3 separate regions of the Mus musculus genome follow, and all the other regions are linked to region 2. A link is a contact called in public Micro-C and promoter capture Hi-C data. All regions are on one chromosome and are shown on one strand. Each heading gives the region's core, a stretch centred on a gene start, on an enhancer-like site or on the middle of the called end of the contact. The rest is flanking DNA. Distances are from core to core; before and after follow the strand shown. Region 1 holds the start of Lrrn4 (leucine rich repeat neuronal 4). Region 2 holds the start of Plcb1 (phospholipase C, beta 1). Region 3 holds the start of Bmp2 (bone morphogenetic protein 2).

Evidence for each region. Promoter capture Hi-C pulls out the DNA fragments that hold promoters and counts their contacts. A called contact is a pair of places that touch in the nucleus more often than the background predicts.
Region 1: a promoter capture Hi-C map of embryonic stem cells shows a contact between it and region 2, with 3 times the contacts expected there. The contact joins the promoter of Lrrn4 here to the promoter of Plcb1 in region 2. A contact is called at or near these places in 2 of 39 promoter capture datasets (embryonic stem cells and hippocampal neurons).
Region 3: a contact with region 2 is called in a Micro-C map of embryonic stem cells, with 4 times the contacts expected there. The contact joins the promoter of Bmp2 here to the promoter of Plcb1 in region 2. A contact is called at or near these places in 5 of 39 promoter capture datasets (the C10 cell line, cranial neural crest, hippocampal neurons and 2 more), 2 of 484 Hi-C or Micro-C datasets (embryonic stem cells and palatal mesenchyme) and 3 of 115 datasets of contacts at active chromatin or transcription factors (astrocytes, embryonic forebrain and stem cell-derived neural progenitor cells).

What each region holds. Positions count from the first base shown.
Region 1 is chr2:132,879,453-132,882,542 of GRCm38.p6, reverse strand. It overlaps Lrrn4 (leucine rich repeat neuronal 4), which reads left to right and starts at 1,681. Exons shown (of 5, transcript NM_177303.4): 1 at 1,681-1,749; 2 at 2,628-3,090. The coding sequence starts at 2,648.
Region 2 is chr2:134,784,797-134,787,699 of GRCm38.p6, reverse strand. Plcb1 (phospholipase C, beta 1) reads right to left here and starts at 1,536. Exons shown (of 32, transcript NM_001145830.1): 1 at 1,069-1,536. The coding sequence starts at 1,167.
Region 3 is chr2:133,550,427-133,553,414 of GRCm38.p6, reverse strand. Bmp2 (bone morphogenetic protein 2) reads right to left here and starts at 1,256. Exons shown (of 3, transcript NM_007553.3): 1 at 64-1,256. RefSeq lists promoters at 291-606, 1,096-1,294, 291-2,988 and a cis regulatory region at 2,268-2,278.

The DNA of each region.
Region 1 (3,090 bases), core at 432-2,931, 1.9 Mb after region 2:
ATTATATATGTAAGTACACTGTAGCTGTTTTCAGGCACACCAGAAGAGGGCATCCAATCTCATTATAGATGGTTGTGAGCCAACGTGTGGTTGCTGGGATTTGAACTCAGGACCTTTGGAAGAGCAGTCGGTGCTCTTAACTGCTGAGCCACCTCTCCACCCCCCCACCCCCACCCCCCGCCCCGGATTGATTTTTAATCATTACATGCAACATCCTCCTATGGTAAAACACGTATGTCACCTTTTCCTATGCTCCTGCAGTGCTACAAGAGAAAGGACTGCAACAGAGTTCTTCGGTGTCCCTGAAAAGCTCCCAAGTGCCATACAGTGGCACTTCCTCATCCTACTATGCCCAAGAAGTCAGCTCATAGACAAAAGGAGACTTTCTAAATATTTTAGTGTCTTAAGTGATATGGATTTATCTGAGTAGCTAAGAACGGTTATCTTACGAGGAAATACACTGGGTCCACTGAGAGCAACAGAACACCTTTTGGTTCAGAATACCCAGATGGCTCACCCATCATCTGCTCCAGAGCCCAGTCAACTCGGGACTTTGGTTTCCTTATCATGGGATTGTGGGCAGTACCTTGAGAAGATTCGATGAGAGAATGCTTATGAACCTGGGATCTAGCAGTGACCCTGACTAAGACAACGTCTTTTCCTCCTTGTGGTCTATCTAAACAGGGTACTTATATTTTAATGGGTTCTGGTCCTTCTTATCTGGTGTCTCCAACTGAAATCAGCTACCCATGCTGACTTCAGTGGAGGCAATGGCTTGACCAGGATGAACAGAGCATATTTAATATTGAGAGAAGTCTGAGGCTTTGATTCTTGGGTATGCAACTCTGTCCAAAGCATTGAGGATTTCATGGCTGGGCCACAGGAGCCAGTCTCCATCCCCTTCCCTTTTCCATCTTTTCCTGGTCTTCTACACCTCCCTCTCACCCATCCCTCCCTCCCTGATCAACCAGTGGTGTCGGGTTTCTACCACCAGGGCCAGGACCCAGACCTCCTGGCCGCTTCCCTACAGAGAGCACTGAGCAGACTCCCCTTAACCTGGCTCAGGCCGAGGAATGCTTCTAACCAGGTCTCAGCCAGCCTAGACCGAAACACTTATCTTTGAGACACTGCATAAAGAGGACATCAAATGAAACCACCAGGGACTAGTAATCTCATCAGACCAGTTTGAAAGGTTCCTGGGACTTCTCAGAGATGCCCAAAGATAAGCGCTGACAGGGGGAAAAACTGGAGGCTCTGGTCCCAGGGTCTATATACAAAGAACTGAGGACAATAGCCCAGCATGCTCCCAGTCGTCCTGGTGGGCCTGGGATGGCTGGAATCACCTAGAAGGGAGACTAAGATTCCTGTGAGGTGAGCGTGCTGCTTTACTGAGTACTGCTCTTCCTGCTGGCTTCTTTTCTCAAGCTTGGGAGAAGTTTAGCAAAGAAAGAGGACGGGGAGGAGTGGGGGTGGGGCTGGAGCTGGGAATGCCAGGTCTATGGAAAGAGAGGCCTGAGGCGAGAGGGAGGAAGGGGGATAGAAAACAACAGAATTCTTGGTGGGGAAGGAGGGGCTTCGGGGCAGGAGTGTCTCAAGCTCCTCCTGGATGGAGCTGGAGGAGGGGCAGCCGGGAACCTGGCTTCTTCCCTCTGACATTCAGAGCTGACCCGGGAGGTCACTGGTTCCTACAGTATTCCAAAGACTGAGGACCTAAAAGGGCGCGCCACATCCCACTGGGACAGCTGCCTGGTAAGTATGGCATACTACAGGATACATTAGCACCTGGCTCCAATTCCCAGCAACGTTCTCATCACTTTAACTCCCTACTAAGAGGGGAGCCTTGCCCTAGGAGCCTTAATGGTGGCTCACTGTTCATATCAGTGTTCAGCAGGGAGCCAGGGTGGGAATCTGCAGTAATGTGGGCTATCAGACAGTGACTTCCTGCCCTGCACAGCTAACAGGGCTGGGCAATCAATCCCTCCTGCAAAGGGCTGACACCCAGTGCTGGCTTCTGTTAGAACCTATCTGGGACCAGGATCCCAAATCTTGCGGGTGTCTAGGGCTCCTATCTTCTTCTGAAGGCAACCCTGAGCTTCTCTTAAGAAAGAGACACCAGAAGTGGCAGGACCCTTGTATTATGAAAAGTTAGCCAGATGATGGTTTCTAGGTACAACTAAATCTTCCTTGAGTCCATACTTTTAATCTCAGCAGAGGTTTAGTCTGGATGTGTTCACGGTTAGAACGAAGCTGCTTAACCTGGGGTGGGGGAAGTGGGGGGGGGGGTGTTACAGAGGAAGAGAAAACAACCTTCTCTCGAAAACTCAGAGAAGGAGCACACGGAAGCATGAGGGCGGGGGTCTTGGAAGAGTCAGGCCAGGCATGGAAAAGACAGGGAAGACTCCTGCTGGAAAAGCAAGGACAAGCAGGTGTGTGATGGATCTTGCACCAGAGATGAGGAAAACGCTCGTCTCCACCTGCTCACTGACAGAAACGAGGTGGGGGTGGGGACGAGGGTGAGGGTGGGGATGAGGGTGGGGGTTACTTCCTCCCCGGACACACACACACACTACAGGAACTTTGTGTGCCTTTCGTTCGGGGCTTCCTCTGAAACCATGGGCCCTCTGTAGTCTTTCCCTAGAGACTTGACATGCGGTGGACGCTGATGCTGCAGCTGCTGCAGCTCCTGCTACAACTGCTGATGGCGCAGAGCCAGAGCCTGGAAAGGATCTCCCAGGACCGGATCCCCCTCTTCCGACTCACTCAGCAGGGAGACTGGGACAGCCTCGACCGCCACCCTACCGACTCTCTCTGTGTAGGACTCCCCGCCGCGGGAGTCACCACTCTGAACTTGGCGAACCGCAGCCTGGAGAGCCTGCCTAGCTGCCTGCCGCGCACGCTGCGCAGCCTCGATGGCAGCCACAACCTGCTGCGCGCCCTTAGCGAGCCTGTGCTCGGCCGCCTGCCCGAGCTGCGCGTACTCACGCTGCACCACAACCGCATCTCCGTGCTACACTGGGGCCGTGACACGCTGGCCGAGCTGCGTGAGCTCGACCTCAGTCACAACCTGCTGACCGAGCTGCCGCCCTGCGC
Region 2 (2,903 bases), core at 287-2,786:
ATAACAGGCTGTAATTTACGGAGGTGGGAAATCATTTCAGTTAGAAGACGGGTTCATTCTCCTACAGTTGCTCCTGATAGGAGATGTGTTAATCATTAGGACTGGAATCTCTTTAGATCCTGACAGCTCAGGTTTATTCGGGTGAGTGGTTCTTATCAAACCCATTGGATGACACCCAGGAAGCCACATCGATAGGGTAATGTGCATTCCATTGGAGGTTTCTGTCAGAAGCCTTCAAGTGTTCTGAAGGTAACTAGGGTGGAGGGAAGGGAGAGGTCATAGGAAGTCCTGGAGCCGGCCAGGATCTCTCCTATACAGCAACGGGTGCAAGTAAACCGGAGGGTGAAGTTGTGGGTCTATTTCAAAGTGAAGACCTAAGCAAGCTTGTTTTTCAAAACCTGGCCCTGTCTCTAAGTCCATCCTGCGCTCCTCGGCCCCAACAGCTACTAGTTTGCTCACCAATCCGTTTCTGGTGTGCACCAACAGCCCTTTCTAAGGCCCCTCACTCTGCAGTCAGGCGCTAAAGTTTGGCATCAACGACCACCTGTCGGCTGTACTGCTGTGTCCTCTGCTGCTTGGCCAGCATTTTAAAAAAATGCTCAAGGGTTAGCAGTAACTGCAAGGTTTGGGACCTGGATAGTAGCTAGTACTTCTTGAAAGAGGGCAAAGGAGGTAATAGGATGCCTTAGCTAGCTGAGGTGGTGGGGGATGCATCTAGTACTCTCCAGCGCTATCCAGCTGCTTCTAACTTCATGCTCTTTTCAAACTCTCAGGACCTGTCACTGGGTAAAACATGTCCCTTCGGTTCCACTGGCCCCAAAGACTTAAGTCCCTCAGGAGGTGCTGGCCAGACCCAGCAAAGATGTCAACTCTAAACCCCCTAGGAGGAGGAGAGCGCGCGGAAAGCTGCCACCCTCTACCACCCACCCAGGCATCTGGCAACCTGTGCGCCCTAGGCTGCCCGCTCCCGCTCCAGCGCCCCATTGCATAACGCGCCCCTCGCCCCACCCCCACGCAGCCCGCCCTAGGGTGCCCGGTCCGCACCCCACTGCGCCGCCCCTCACTTACATCATCCCACTTGACGAATTTGGTGCCCTTCTTGAGGCTGTCGGACACGCACACGGGCTTGAGTTGCAAGGCGTGCACTCCGGGCTGAGCCCCAGCCATCTGGGCTCATCGGGGCTCCGGGCGGCCCGGGCGAGCGCAGTGGAGACGGGACGCGGAGCTCCGGGCGCGAGCGGGCTTGGCTCTCGATTCACCAGGCTCTGGGCTTCGCTGCCCGCCGGCCTCCGGCCTCTTGGCCTCCGCACCTCTGGCCCGCGCCGCTTAGTAAGCGGGACGACACGCGAGGGTACAGCAGCCTGCCATGCCCCGGGCGGGACGCAGGATCTGGAGCCCGCGGTGACTGTAGAGCCTCGGGAGACGCGGAGGAGCAGAGCCGGGCAGTGCGAGTCGCCCGCCGCTGGATCCTGCTCGGCCGCCGCCTGGAAGCGCACCATTCAGCACATCCTCTGTGCACAGAGGGAGCGCGCGAGTGACACGCTCCGGTCCCCTCCTCCCTCCGCTCCTCCCGCCCCTGCTCCGCCACCCTCGCTCGCGGTCCTCCTCCCCCAGCTCCCTGCCCAACTTTGCGCGCTGGGTCAGCAACGGGAAGCGGGGACGCAGCGGCACCTCCCGGCTCCCGGGCCCCACTGCAGCCGACGCCTGCGCCGCACACCCTCTGAGCATGCCCGGTGCCCCTAGCCAAGGCTGGCGTTTGGGGGGCTTTCTGGGAAAGATATGGTTAGTGGTTAATCAGATCCTAACCAGTATGTAAAGAAGAACATTGAGGCAGAACGGGGAGAGAGCCCTAGGCTTTCTTTCTCTCTGGTGCTTTCCGGCCTTTTCAAAGAAAGGGTTCTTATTTTGTATAGAGAAGCACTTGAGAGGTTTAGCTCAAGAACTCCAGAGAAAACTTGTCCTGCCAGAAAGTTTGAAGCCTATAACCTAGATGGCCCACAAACAGTGTTTAGGAAATAAAAAGCTCGGGGAGGGGGGCAGCAAAGCTTTTATTCCTTAGAAAGATGAAAGGAGTGGGGCCCAGGGCCTGGGACAGGGTGGGAGTCATATAGAATCATAGGTATAGGGATGTCATCTTCACTCACAAGGTTCATACTGTCGAGTGTTTTAGAGGTTGTAGAGCATCTAGAATCTCCGTCCATCACAAAGGTGGAGGGTGGGGTATAAAGTGGCAAGTATACTTCAGAAAATAACCACTAATAAAGTTAAAGATTTGTGTATCACACAATCCAAAACTTCTGCTCCTAGATGTTTGCTCAAGAGAAAGGAAACCATACCCAAAGGAAACTTGTCCAGCAATGGTAAAGGCAACTGAAACTTGTAAACGTCAAACAATAGGTGACTAAAAAAACAAAGTTTAGTTAAGTTTCTAAGTTCCCCAAACTATTCCATGATGAGAAGGGACAGAGACTCCAGAACATATCCATGATCACACAAAGTTTAAGCCAAACAAGAGCGTGCAACAAGATGCCCTCTGCAGGGTCTGTAGAAATAATCCAGGTATTCTGTGGTGACAGAAAGTAGATCGAACAGGTACCTGTGGCCAGTAGCGAGCAAAATTTGGCATCAAGGGGAACCTTTGAGAATGATGGGAAGATTCTGTACCGGCGTATTTACATTTGACAAACCTTGTACGACTAGACACATAAAATGAGTGAATTTTATTCTAATAAACACTGCCCTAAAGGTTGGTTTTGGAAAAGAAGAAGCAGTATGAAGAAGAGACTCCAGTAAAATGGTTTTAGACGGTCAAGGCACTTGCCAGCAAGCCTAATGGCCAGAGTTTCATCCTCAAACTCCACATGGTAGAAGGATAGAACTGACTCCTCAAAGTTGCCCTCTGA
Region 3 (2,988 bases), core at 7-2,506, 1.2 Mb after region 2:
CCGTTGGGCGGGAAGCGGTGTCACCCGCCAGCCAACCCCGGGTCCCCGGCCCGTGTCCTCTACCTTTAGGAGACCGCAGTCCGTCTAAGAAGCACTAGGGGGCACGTCCATTGAGAGAGTCTCCACATGGAAAAAGCTCTGTCCGAGGGACCTGGAGCAGCAACTGGGCTTCTGTTGCTTTTCTTCGCCTCCTCCTCCTTCTCCGGGTGTTCTCCCTGTAGGGAACTGTGTCTTGGGGTGGGCCCAGCGGGCTGAGGAAGAGAGGTGATCGGGCTGGAGGCGGCAAGACTGGATCCGCCGGGCGAGGACACCGGCGCGAAGTGGGGAGCCCAAGTCACTCTCCCGGCAAGTTCAAGAAGTCTCCAGCCAAGTGCTGACACACAGCCTCGAGCAGGGGGAGGAGTGCGGGGCCGGGACGGGAAGGGAAGGCTGAGGCAAGGCTGCTGCTGTCGTCGGCCTCAGGGACCAGCGCTGGCGGGGCGCGGGGCTGGCTCCGGGACTCGCCGGGCGAGGGACGGACGTTCTGCGTTAGCTGGGCCGCGACCCATGGCTCGGGGCAGCCATCGTGGGCGATGCCGTGTCCGGGCAAGGGCGCAGCGAAGATCTGGGTGGCGGGCGGGCCGCCACTCTGCATCCCTCAGCCTGACTCTGGCGCACCCCCATCAGCGCTCGCCAGCAGAGCCCGCACGGCTGCGGCGCCCCGGCGTCCTGGGGCTCATTCTCGAGACAGTCCAGCCGCGCGTCTCGGGTTGCCAAACCGGGTGACCTCGCGCTCCGAGCCCTCGGGCCAAGTGTCTTTTGTGGCAGCCTGGGGTCCACTCACTCTTCCGCCCGCTCGCCTTGGGCGCTCACTCCTGGGTCAGAGTGGCCCCGCATTGAGGGTAAGACTGTGCTCCGGACTCCCGGTTCTTAGCGTCGGTCCGCGACTCTAGCTTCTCCCGGACAGCCGAGGCCACAGCGCCAGGCGCGCACAGTCTGGAGTTCCAACCCGTGTCGTGCCAGTCCCTCGAAGCCGCGGGTGACCCTCGCGTCTTTCGCCGGGAGGGCGTCCGGTGCCTGGTGTCGCCTGGGGAGGCTACGTCCGGGGCTGCCAATCCCGGGCGGGCTGTGGGAAGCGCAGCGGCGGCGGGCGCAGTGCGAGCAGGGCTCTGCGCGGCAGGGCGAGGACTCCGGCGGCGACGACGGAGGCGCCGTGGCGCGGCGCTCGCGGCTTTTAAAGGAGACGCCGCCTGCCGGCTCCCTCCCGGCCGTGGCCGAACACCTCCCCCTCGGAGGCGCAGCGCGCCGGGGATCCCCGGGCGGGCGGGAGCGGCGCGCAGGGGTGTGGACGGCGCGCCCTACGGGGCGGCCGCGGTGGAGCGGGGCGGGGCGAGCGCGCGGCCGCTAAGGGGTCGCGTCCCGGATGAGTGTGAAGCCGACCCCCGGGACCTGGATCCGCGCCCACAGCTGCGGGAGACTAGGGCAAATCCAGAGTCCACTGGCCTCTGAGTTCCCTCATTGGGCCAATATTCAACTTGAGTTTGAAGTTTTTAGGTAAGAGCACATTAAAAAGAAGAACAGAACTTACAAGTTATTAGACATTTTGGCAAAAATGTGAGCAAACGCTTCTGTTTTGAATGGTGAGAAGAAAATGTCGAGAAATAGCCGATACACATCTGAGTGCATTATTACATTTTATAAATATTCATACATTTATATTCAAATAAATGAATCTAATAAAAAGATGCATATATTTTATATGTATTTATTTATGTAAATTATAAAAATACGGGTACAGGTTTCTGAACATAGATACACACTTGTAAAGTGGACATCCCTTCTAGTGATGTGTGTGTGTGTGTGTGTGTGTGTGTGTGTGTGTCCATGTGAGGGGACAATGAGAGTTAATAGAAATTCTCTTTATAGAAGCGATCACTTCGATACTTGTGATATTTATCTTCCCTTCCACACCCACCTACTCCAGAGTCAGGTAACAAGACAATTCCGGTTTGAGACCTTTGAATTTTCTGCCTGGTCCTCTCTCTCCACTGGGTCTCCAGCAGTAAGGCTCTGGCTGTGGCCAAGCCAGTTTTCTTCCTCAGCTGGAAATGTCCCCAAAGCTGCTGAGCCAGGATTCTTTTTTGAAATCTTTCCATTTCTCCCTACATTCAGGAGCCTTCATAGTACCACCACTGGCTACCCACAGGACCCCCAAAACTATGGGCTGAGCATTCCTGTAGAAGACCAGAGTGAATAACGTTACGTTGTGAACCAGATCTTTCCAGTTTGCAAAGCAAAGACCGAGAAAGACCAGAAGCAGGGGCTTTAATGATTTTTTTACCCACGTGTGCTAGCTTTTCAGTCGGGGAGCTAAAATAACTCTAGGTTCGTTCACCTAAATCGGATTAGCAACCCACAGAGGGAAATTAGGCCCTGGCTGTTTCTAGAGCTGTAGAGGTCAAATAAGGTATTTTTGAAGGAAGGCTGTCTACAAGGGAAATTAAAGGAGAGGAAGGGATAGATCCAGCAATTTGCGATCAGCTACTGTATTCCTTTTTAAAACGTGTTGCAGAAGTTGTCACTCTGAATCATGAGACACCAAACAAGGCGGCAATAAAACACTCCACTCAGACGTGTAAGTGTGTAAGTCAAAAGGGCTGATCGCCTCTGAAGCCATTTCCTTCCCTATCAAGTTTAATTGAGAAGTTAACCATTGCTTCTGTCATCGCGGAGGCGGAAGGAGCAAAGCAAGAAACTCCGAACCTATATGAGATTTAAATGAGAAAGTTGCCTTTAATGAGGAAGAGAAAGCTGACAGCTGTTGGACCAACCCCAAGAAAAGATGAAAATGAAACCTTTGGTGATGACATCAACAATGCCTTGCAGCTTTGGGCCTCTGGAACACCAGAAGAGAGAGTTTGGCCGTTTAGGATATCCTTAGTAATCAAGTCTCTGAGGTAAAATGGATGCCTCTGGACAGTTACTCCACCTTGGTGGTGCCTGCTGGCT